Linked DNA regions of Mus musculus: regions 1 and 2 are each linked to region 3. Evidence: chromatin contacts called from public HiChIP or PLAC-seq data. All regions are on one chromosome and are shown on one strand. The core of a region is the stretch at or near the end of the contact, and the rest is flanking DNA. Distances in the headings are between cores, read along the strand shown.

Region 1 (3,342 bases), core at 244-2,743, 490 kb before region 3:
ATAACCTATTTAAAACAAGCCGAGTCCACACTGTCCGTCAAGGATTTAGTCACTACTATGTACTCTTCAGAATTTATAAAACTTCAAGAGCCTTCTAGGCTCTTCTAGCTTTCAGGCTTCTTGCTCTCTCTCACATCAACCATGAAGGCAATACCTACGTATAAAATAAAGACCTAATATGATGTAAAAGAAAAGTTTCCAGAAGGCCCACCCCACCTCCAAAAAAAAGTCTATTAAACACGAATCAAAAATGCCTATTTGGGGACCCAACCTAGTTTTCAAGAGGCCCTGTACAAGTTACAAAGGAGAAAGGAAGCGAACTATATTACTTCCTTGGTGGGGGACAACCGCACAATATTATTTTAAGCCTTTTTTTTTTTGATGATAAAAATCAAAATAAAATACCTACGGAACTGCCTCTGGAGATACTGAACAATAACCAGAATGACAGTGGGAAACAACTTAAAAAGTTAGCTCCCCTCCAACCAAACACGAGAAACTCAATAAACCTAAAGTCGAGCGTCACTTTTAAATCACTTAAAACAAAAATCAAGTCAACCAAAACTTTCTCAAAACAAATGATAAAACTGAGCATTGTCGAAACTCCCGTTCACCAAGTATTTTAATCCACAGGTAATAAACTCCCGCAAAATAAATAAATAAATAAAAATAAAAAATTCGTGCCTACTTCCCCCTCTAATTCCACTTCAAAGGTGCCAGGATTTCAATGAGGAAGCTGAAAGACGGGATTCGGATTCCAGAAGCAGTCCCCAGGCAGGAGGGCCACAGCTCCAACCCTTGGTGCAGGTTGTGAGCCCCATTGCCTGTCCCTGTCCTTTAGCTCTTTAGGAGGCCACCTAAGCTTGTTTCGCTGCTCCCTACGCGGCCACTGCCTGGCTGAGGAAACCCTGCAGCAGCCGAGGAGCCGGCCCTTCCAAGGGAGGGTCACGGAGAGAAGGGGCAGGAGCTGACGAACATCCTTCATCCTTTTTCCACCATACGAGTACGAACTGAAAACAAGCGAATCCTCGGCTGTGGGGGTTCTCACCGCACGCCTCGTTTCTGTGCACTCCACCGGAGAAGCCCCCGGGAAGTTTCCAAAGCACCCAGAGTTTGAAATGGTGCGTGGGCAACGCGGGGACTCCCCAGCGGAGAGCGCTCCAGCACGCACGCCGCGCTCTGCTTCCCTGCGCGCTCGAGGATCGCGCGCGGCCCGAGCGTGTGGCCGAGCGCGGGTGGCTGTGCGGGACCGCGCCTCCGCTCCCCACGCGCGCCGCCGAGCCGCCTCGTCCCTCGGCTCCCACCAACCCCAGGGTGGCTCGCCGCGCGCCCGGGCCCGCTTACCTGCGGCCTCCACGCACCCCGCGCGCGCCTCTGCGTCCCGCGTTGTGCGCAGGTCGAAAGAAAGCGCCGCGGGCTGTGCCACCTCCGCGCGCCCACACCTGCCGCGCGGCCCGACGCCCCGCCCCGGCCCCGCCCCGACGGGACCGGCCGCGCCTCCGCCCGGCCAGCACCAGCTGCAGCCGGCGCAGCTCCCGAGCGCCGCGGCTAGGCAAGGTTCGCGACAGTCACCGCTGGGGCGGCAGCCACCGCGTGGCAACCTGCGCGAGCCCCGGCATTCTTGACCAGCAGGCCAGCGGCGATGCTGGCAGGGGTCTTCAGAAACCCTGGCGACTGGTGCAGCCCAGGGATCCAATGGCGTTCAAGCCGGAGGGGAGCTCTCCCATCCCTGGCATCCTGGTCTTGGCTGCCTTGAGGCCTTCCTGGACGTTTTTTTTCTGTACCCACCTGCTCCGGATCTTGTTCTTGAGCAGCCTGAGTGCTGCTCTCTGAATCTCTTTACTGGCGTTGCCTTTGTATGAATGCTCCCGTGCACTGCCCTGTCTCCAAGCACGTCATTTTTATTGTCCGATGAGATTCATGTTTAATACTAGAGCGTACAAGCAGAGACATGCGCTTTCCCAATCCTTTCCATGTAAGTTTCAATTACCTAAAAGGTAGAGGTTAGGTTGCCCATCTTGGAAATTCTCAAGCAAATACAGAATTATACACAGCAACATATTTTTTTTTCTGTAGTCTGCAAGCACAGCATGAGGCCTTTTACACTGATTTAAGAGGGTGGAAATTGTCTTTGTACAAGTAAATGCAATTACATTTTAGCAAAAGTCCCATTACCCACCAAGAAAAATTCTACAAGTGGGGTGAGGAAAGGAGACGAATAAAATTCATGGTGATGTTTAATTAATGATGAGATAACATCTCAGTGTAAAAAAAAAATCACATATTCAAACCAGGTGAAAATTACTCACCAGATGTTCCTTAATGAGGTGGTACTCATTTGCTTAGCCGACTACAGAAAAGACAAGCCAAATAGGGTTGATTTATTACACAAATTACACTAACATGCATATATATGAGCTTAAGACTTATGTGAGAAACTCGGGTTTAATTTTTCCTTATGAAGCAGGTGCATAAAATGTTTTTTTTTAATGCTCTCTCCTACACCCAAGTTATGTGTGTTAAGGTCGTGATGATTAATGGTTAACAGTGTTGAATGCACAATGGTAGGAACCATTACACTTCACCTGAAAATGGCTCTGACTCATGAACTCCATTTTGAAGAACTGAAAACTCTCAAGGTTGATCCACTACCTTGATCAAAAAATAAGAATCGGCAGTCAAACATGTCACTATTAAAGTAATTGTGAAGTTTTTTTGAAGTTAGCTTTAAAGTTTATAGTCTGAGTGCAGAGGGGGGAGAATCAAATACCCCCAAATCATGAAAAGCAAGCCTTAAAATGAGAATCTAGAAAGAGCTAAGTGTTTGTCTATCCATAGAAAACCCAAAAGCATGCTTTGAAGTGCAAAAATATTACTCTAATTTTATTTATTGAATCAGGATGTTGTCAAATGTAAGTGGCCATTTAAACATAATTCTTTTGGTGAAATGGGAAGGGGGGGTGGTAATATAAACCCGGCCAGGAAAGACTCAAACTCCAACAGAAAACCTAATAGATGAGCAACTACAGGCACTTCATTTATGGGACTTTTTTTCTTTAAGGTTTAAGCAGAAGTCTAAATTACTATTACAGATGAAACTGCTTAATGCTTATCTAAAATTATATAGCATGATACTTTGAATAGCAAATAATCAAAAAAAGATAATACATTTCAAATTATAAACATCAATGTAAAGAAAAACAAACATTTGTCTTTCAGGCTTTGATCCAGGCAGACAAGTTATTTGTCCCCCAAACAAATACATAATTTTGAACACCCAAGTGCTACACAAAGCATAGAAAAGAGGCCCCCTTCTCACCCATTAAAGTTCCGATGGGCTTG
Region 2 (3,413 bases), core at 850-3,349, 270 kb before region 3:
TTTAACGTCTGATTCTGAGCCCACCCAGCTTCTCGTCTGTGTTCTGTTCGATTCGGAATTTTGAGGGAGTCGATCAAGAACACCAGAGGCTTTGTGTACAATATTGGTAGCCTGTCTTGTGGAGTGTCACATCCAGCCAGTGCCACCAGGCCAGTGGTCGTCTTCAGCATACCCACCATTTTTCCTAGTGCTCATTAACAGTCCCTTTGAAAGGATAAGGAAGTGGACATTTCCTTGGGCCAAGAGAATCTTGTTAGGCATTTCTATTTTCGAAGGACCTTATAGGGCATCCAAGATTTATAATTTGAGGTCTGTCTCCCATACTACATGTCTTCATGTGTCGCACTGTGCCCTGCCCGGGCACCACTGTCACACTGCTTGAGGAAGGCAGAATGAAGTCTGGAACTGGGGTCTGCTGCCTGCGTCTTCCTTCACCAGACCAGAAGGGGAAACAGCAGAGTCTGGGACAAATTCTATAGTTCTTTGTCTCCTCTCTGGGTTCCACTGAGAGTCAGGAACGGGGGCCAGCACTCTACCTTTCTCCTCTGGGTCTCTTGAGAGCCAAGCAGAGAGGGGAGACAGAGCTCTGGATGAGTGGACCTGTCCGATGAGGAGCGAGAGCCAAGTGGACCAGAAGGACTGGAGGGGAGATAGCCTTCCTCAGGGGTCTTTTAGTTGTAGGCCTTCCCCACAATGATCCTTAGTGAAGCAGCTCTCTGAGATGGACCTTGCTTGTTCTTGCTGATTTATTTGATGGTAGATGTAAGTGAATACACTTTATTTGGGCTGAGTCAGGGGTTCTCTATCTTTTGTGGAAAAGGAGTACCCAGGAAGGGAAGACAACATTATTGGCTGAAGACTCGGGGCTATCTGGATTCCTCACTAGCATGGAGAACTCCAGATGTTATGCCCAAGGTCCTCAGTTAGGTGTCCTGGTTACCTGTTCTAGAACAAGGAGCAGCTGTACCCTACTGGTCTCAGGTCTCTGAGGTCCTCCAGATCTGAGCTCAATCAACCTTGCCTTTTTTTTTTTTTTTTTTGGGGGGGGGGGGGGGTGTTGGTTTGGGTTTTTTTTTTTTTTTTTTTTTTTTTTTTTTTATCTGCATTTATTTTATGTTGAATTTATTCCCATGCCATGAGATTTTGTTTCTTCAGTTTTTTCTGGGATATCTCTTTCTTCTATACAACCTCCTCTTCGGGCTTTGGAACGATCTGTTCCTTCACAATGAGGATCATCTCAGTGTGGCTAGGGAGCTCATGTATGGGTTAATCGAGCCATGAGCTCTGCTCTATAGGTTCGTCGGTGTGTCTTAAGTTCCTTGTTCACCTGGATATGTTGAATAACTAGACAATCTACATCGAAACCGGAAGTTCAGCATTACTTTATGCATTTTAAAGCATGTGCAGCAAAAATTTAGCACTCTTTCCAGAATGGCACACATTGCTTCTTTAAAGTGACATCCTTCAGCCTCTTGGTGGCTTTGCCGCTATGAGGCTATGCATACCCTTGCTGTCCTGGGCAATTTCTCAGATGTTCTTAAACTGAATGAAGGTTTGAAACTCTAGATTTGCATGATTTTGTCGGATGTTCTGCGGCAAGAGAGTAGCAAACCATCTTCACAGGTCACGCCTGGCCGCTTACAGGAAAAGGCCTTGCCAGTTCCTTATAACTGGTAGCACGGTCCTATGTACTGTACATTCCTGTGGGTAGGGACATTTCTCTTTCATCCTGCCACCTGTGGGGGTGGGCAGCTGACACAGAGGAGTCGATGTAACTTCCCTCCTGACTCTGGCTTTGCTATGTGGATAAAGAGAGCTTAGCTGTTCTCAGGGCTCCAGTTGGACTTTTAGATGGTGAATTTTTTACATGCTTTGATCCCAGCATCTTCTGATCTTCAGTGTCACTTTGCCACTTATAGATAAAGCAGCAAGTGTATGGACCCCCAGCTGCTTGCTAAGGGGTCTACAGTTACTTCCTCACCAAATGCTAACAGTTCTTTTTACAAATATCTTTGATTATGCAGTGGCCTCTCAACCGCACAGGATCTATGATGAGGTGCCTCATGAAGTCAGAGACGAGAGATAGATGCCTCCTCCCTGCTGTGGTTTGGCACGGGCCTTGTGTAAACAGGCCAGATTCTAAGAAGAGCCTTGGCCGAGTTTAGAAGCATAGTTGTTTGGATTGCTTAGCCTTTCTCTTGTTACTTATCAGCTTTGTAGCTTATACTTACTTCTTAAAGGTTCGTTGTAGAGTGTTGCATAGGGGGCCTTCTCCTGGGGGACTCTGCTGGCTTCTCCCCAATGTTGACACACTCTATTGTCTCTTCCTGAATTTCTGGGCACACCTGGTCCCTCCATTTAACACCATGACCAAAAGGCAGGTTGTGGAGGAAAAGGTTTATTTAGATTACACATTTAGATAATAATTCATCTTTGGAGGAGATTGGGACAAGAATTCAAGCAGGGCTGGAACTTGGAGGCAGAAGCTGATGCAGGGTCACGGAGGGGCGCTGCTTACTTCCTTGCTCTTCATGGCTTGCTCAGCCTGCTTTCTTTTAGAACCCAGGATCACCACCAGCCCACCTACCGTGGACTGGGCCTTCCCCACGATTAGTGAGGGGAAAAATTGAGAAATTGCTTTGCAGCTGGACCTCATGGATGCATTTTCTCAACTGAGGCACTGATGAATCTAACTTGGGTCAAGTTGACACACAAAACCCACCAGTACAGATACTATTTTAGATCCTGTTGTTTGGGTAGAGGAAATGTAATACAGCCATCCCATTCGAGAGGCTGAGGTCCCAGGGGCAGGGACTTCCGGCAATGTCTTCATGTATCCTTTCTTCCTGTGCCATCAATATCTGCTGCATCACTGAAGTCATTGATTGGACAGGAAGGAAGGATATATGTAGAAATTGTGGGTGTGAGTCTTTATTTTAAACTTAAAACAAAATTCATAGAGACAGAGTAACTTCTGTGACTCAAAATACCAGGTCAAGCAATGCCTGCCCTTCAGTATCCTTACCTGTTAATGTAAGAGTTCTGCGGGTATTGGGTTCTGATATGTTCCTTCTCAAGCTTTTTGGTTGGTTGGTTGTTTTTTTTTTTTTTTTCCCAGCTTGTCCTCTTGCAGGAAGAATAGGAGAGGCCTGGGTTTGCTCTCGCTCTGACTCATCAGGAAAGTCCCGCACTAAATACATGGGCTGATATGATAGATGATGCCTATGTATTTCACCCTCCTCCTCCTAGAGACACAGCCCTACCTTGGGCTTCCCCGGTGATGTCATCGTTGAAGGCTGAGGTCTTGTAGGGGTGTGCTCTGGTGTCCACACAGGTCTTCTTTCATCTTGAGTGTGTCCACTAGAGTCTAACGGTTAGAAACGGACTCCTGAGCGAGATGACTTGCACCTGGG
Region 3 (3,287 bases), core at 51-2,550:
TATTTTCTGCTATCTCTTTTCTCTCAGCCTCTTCTCTGTGTGCTTCTATAAGGACATTTATTATTGGATTTCTTGCCTACTGTGACTAACTGAGTTAATTCATCTTAAGTTAATTCTTAAGTTTTCATATAAAAATCATATTAGTAAACTTGGAGGATTATGATATGGAAATATTTTTGGGGGGTGATCTACCCACTGCATTAGCCAGATTGGACAGTTCTAGAAAATACAGACAGAATGGAGAAGTTGAAGTTGTAGCCATTCCTCAGGGTAAAGAAATGAAATGAAGACAAGACCAAAGAGGGAACTTTTATCTCAATCCTGGTTTGCTATAAGAATCAAATAACCTTAATCTTTGGACTTCCACACATTAGCAAACTGAGTCAGGGAATACTTAGTTCCTGTGAATCACTAATTCAACCTTGGTTTACTGTGTAATGTGGTTAATTGCTTGACCTTGGCCATGGATCCATAGATCTTTTAATAGGTTTACTGCTTTCAGTTGACTAAAATTACAACCATCGAAAATACTCTGTGAGCACGGGCATTTTAATGAATGTAGACACATGACTCTGACTCTTTTTTTTCCTGAATGAGGGGGTGCTACTAAGATCACAGAAGATGTGAATCTAGGTAATGCTCAAGAGTAGACACAGAGCCAGGCTGCATGCTCTCTGACAACTCTGCCATGCCACATGAGCACCAGGAAGCCACTCCCCCTAAAAAAAAATCTAGTCATGGGATTATAAAACACTTCACAGACAGTCCTAAGTCCAAGTGAAGGTTTCAGTCAGAGTAGTCAGAGCTATGAGGAATTTGAGGCAAATCAAATATTCGGGAGTGTAGTAGCACGTATTTCTATATGCTCAATAATTTAGAAATCTTACTTATGCATCCTGACAGATTACATCCTGCATTCTAGTGCTTCCTATTGGGAAAAGTGTGTGTGTGTGTGTGTGTGTGTGTGTGTGTGTGTGTGTGTGTGTGTGTTGCAGAGAGCTATACAGACAACCATACCCAGTCTCATACACACTCCCGTCACAACTAGGGTTTAGTGATGTGAACTAAGGTGTGGGCTTTTTGTTTGTTCCTTTGCTTTTGTTTCTCTTTTGCTGTGGCACGAAATCCAGGGCAGTGAAAAGCCCAGGCAGGGGGTTTGCCAGAGTGTAAACCTGGGCAGCCTTGCTCAGCTCTTGGTTGAGTGTGGAGTTGTTGGCGGCCAGAGGGTGGTTGCCTGGAGAGAGCAGCCTGACATTCTTGCACGCTGACATCAAGCTGCCAAGTTGCTGCCCTCTGGTGAGTCAACAGCAAAAGGCCTACATGGTCCGAGAGTGGCTGTCCAATCAGAAGCTGTGGTGGCTACCTCAGAAATGTGTCCAAACCTCAGCATTCTGCAGGCTTCAAACAGCTCCTTCTGAGAAAGAATGTAGGCATGATTAAAGCTACGAGAAACACACAACCTGTAATCACAGCAACAGTGAGATAGATCCCGCATTTGCTTCTAAGGCCAGCTTGTTGGATTTTAGTCAGCGGAACCTAGAGAACCTAGAGAACAGATTGAAGACCTGATTGGTGGACTGAGAGTTTTCTGTATACTGAGATCAAGGTGTCCTTGAATGGTACTGCTGGTCTGTGACAGCAGTGGGCTCCACTAGCAGGTATTGCAACTCAGCAGCAATATCTCCAGTCTGCCATCTCTTTCAGTGAGAATTCATATGCACATGTGTATACTGAGGTAGAAACTTATGGTAGAGCCTCTTCTCTCGTGTCCTTAGTAGAGGTGGATGTGTCTTCCACTGAGCAGGGATGTGATGGATGATGCAAGAGGCAGATTATTTGCTTAGTGCAGCACAAGCCTGCTCACCAGCTAAGAGCAGAGTCCTTTCCACAGCACTGCCACCATATGGCACTGCCATATCATAGAGGCCATAAAGGGGAATGGCACTGTAAAGATTAACTAGATTTTGCTTGGCAAGGTCAGGCATCCAGATAACATGCTGTAAATGGCAAGAAGGAGAAAGGGGATCTATATGACATTGGTGGCAGTGGCTTTCCTCACAGCCCAGCCCATCTGATTTGGACTGTCCATTGTCCTCTTAAAGATGCCCAAGAAAGCTGTATGGTTTTGTGGGTAAGGCAGTCTTGAAGCTTTGCCTATGTGGAATGGTAATGTCACTAAGAAAGAGACAGGATTTGGATAGGATGGGGACAGTAGCATACCACCAACTCTAAATTCCCCATGAGCCTGAGTTCTCTTCCATGTGACGTCTCCTACAAGGATGGCGTGTTCTTTCAGCGCCCTTTACCTATTTGTCTATTCATTCAAAGTTATATTTTCTCACATCCAAAGCATCAGGTATCAGGGGTTTACTGCTGTTTTTTTTATTTTTTATTTTTTTCCAAAAGACTAATAGTTCACACAAAGAAACAGAAAAAATTGATATACAATATAACCAATATTTTAATATATACCACAACAGAATAAAAACTCCTGTCAAATGCTGTTAAAATTTGAATCTTAAATGTACCCATAGGCTCACATTTTGAGCATTTAGTCTCCAACTGATGACAATATTTGGAAAGTTTCTGTAGATTTTGAGATTGGAGCTTAGCTGAAGAAAGTGGGTCACTGAGGTGCCTCTTCTCCATGATAGTCTTCTGTTGCTGTCTCTGCCTGCCATGGTGTGAGCTGAGTGCTTCTGCCTCTGCCTCAATGGGCTGAATTCCCTGAAACCATGAGCTGAAGCAAATCCTTTTTCTTCATGTAATCTGTTACTGTTGCATCACAGCAATGCTAGAGCGATTAATTTAAAATCTAAGAGCTTTCATAGAATGTGTATATACATGTCTGCATTGTGGTTCAAATGGAAGTTTCACTGTAACTCCATTCAGAAGAAACAGACATCTAGACAGATGAAATAGCAGCTAGGAGACAAAGAATAAATCTAGACATTTTGACTTTATATTTGAGTCCTTAAGTATCCAGTTATAGACTTAAGGAAAGCTGTTTGACTCTGTGGCATCCACAGACATAAGTCAGTTCATGGCTCTTTAAATGAGGGATATTGGGTGTGCTCGTTGGTGACGCTTTGTATGTAGAGGTGGCTGTACATGTGAAGACTGCCAAGGTCTACCATCAAGGGGCAAGAAAGTGAGTAACTGATATTAGAGGTTTCTACAGCCTTTCTGGATTTTATTATTGAGAAACAAAATTCTCAGTATTTCTTGGCTTAAATAACAAGGAGAATTTGCATAGCTCATGCATTTTGCAATGTGGGCCAGGCTTG

What was found. HiChIP or PLAC-seq counts read pairs in DNA pulled down with a chosen protein or histone mark.
Region 1: a contact with region 3 is called in an SMC1A HiChIP or PLAC-seq map of the NIH/3T3 cell line, with 10 times the contacts expected there. The contact joins two enhancer-like sites. A contact is called at or near these places in 2 of 15 datasets of contacts at CTCF or cohesin (both in the NIH/3T3 cell line) and 2 of 115 datasets of contacts at active chromatin or transcription factors (the NIH/3T3 cell line and pancreatic cancer cells).
Region 2: a FOXA1 HiChIP or PLAC-seq map of pancreatic cancer cells shows a contact between it and region 3. The contact joins two enhancer-like sites. A contact is called at or near these places in 2 of 484 Hi-C or Micro-C datasets (the C3H10T1/2 cell line and bone marrow-derived macrophages), 1 of 115 datasets of contacts at active chromatin or transcription factors (pancreatic cancer cells) and 1 of 9 other capture datasets (adipose tissue).

The regions. Positions count from the first base shown.
Region 1 is chr4:88,937,053-88,940,394 of GRCm38.p6, forward strand. The region is part of intron 1 of Gm49890 (predicted gene, 49890); the gene reads right to left. Among named protein-coding and RNA genes, the nearest start is that of Gm49890, 3.3 kb to the right of the region's middle. Within about 2 kb of position 1,494, at least 144 of the 459 cell types and tissues checked have an H3K27ac peak or open chromatin away from gene starts, as enhancers often do. A contact at or near this core is called in the NIH/3T3 cell line and pancreatic cancer cells, where this site is marked.
Region 2 is chr4:89,160,577-89,163,989 of GRCm38.p6, forward strand. All of the region lies in intron 4 of Mtap (methylthioadenosine phosphorylase), which reads left to right. It also overlaps the pseudogene Gm12607. Among named protein-coding and RNA genes, the nearest start is that of Gm26490, 21 kb to the right of the region's middle. Within about 2 kb of position 2,100, at least 66 of the 459 cell types and tissues checked have an H3K27ac peak or open chromatin away from gene starts, as enhancers often do. A contact at or near this core is called in the C3H10T1/2 cell line and pancreatic cancer cells, where this site is marked.
Region 3 is chr4:89,426,806-89,430,092 of GRCm38.p6, forward strand. All of the region lies in intron 5 of Gm12610 (predicted gene 12610), which reads left to right. Among named protein-coding and RNA genes, the nearest start is that of Cdkn2b, 120 kb to the left of the region's middle. RefSeq lists an enhancer at 1-2,299. Within about 2 kb of position 1,301, at least 81 of the 459 cell types and tissues checked have an H3K27ac peak or open chromatin away from gene starts, as enhancers often do. A contact at or near this core is called in the C3H10T1/2 cell line, the NIH/3T3 cell line and pancreatic cancer cells, where this site is marked.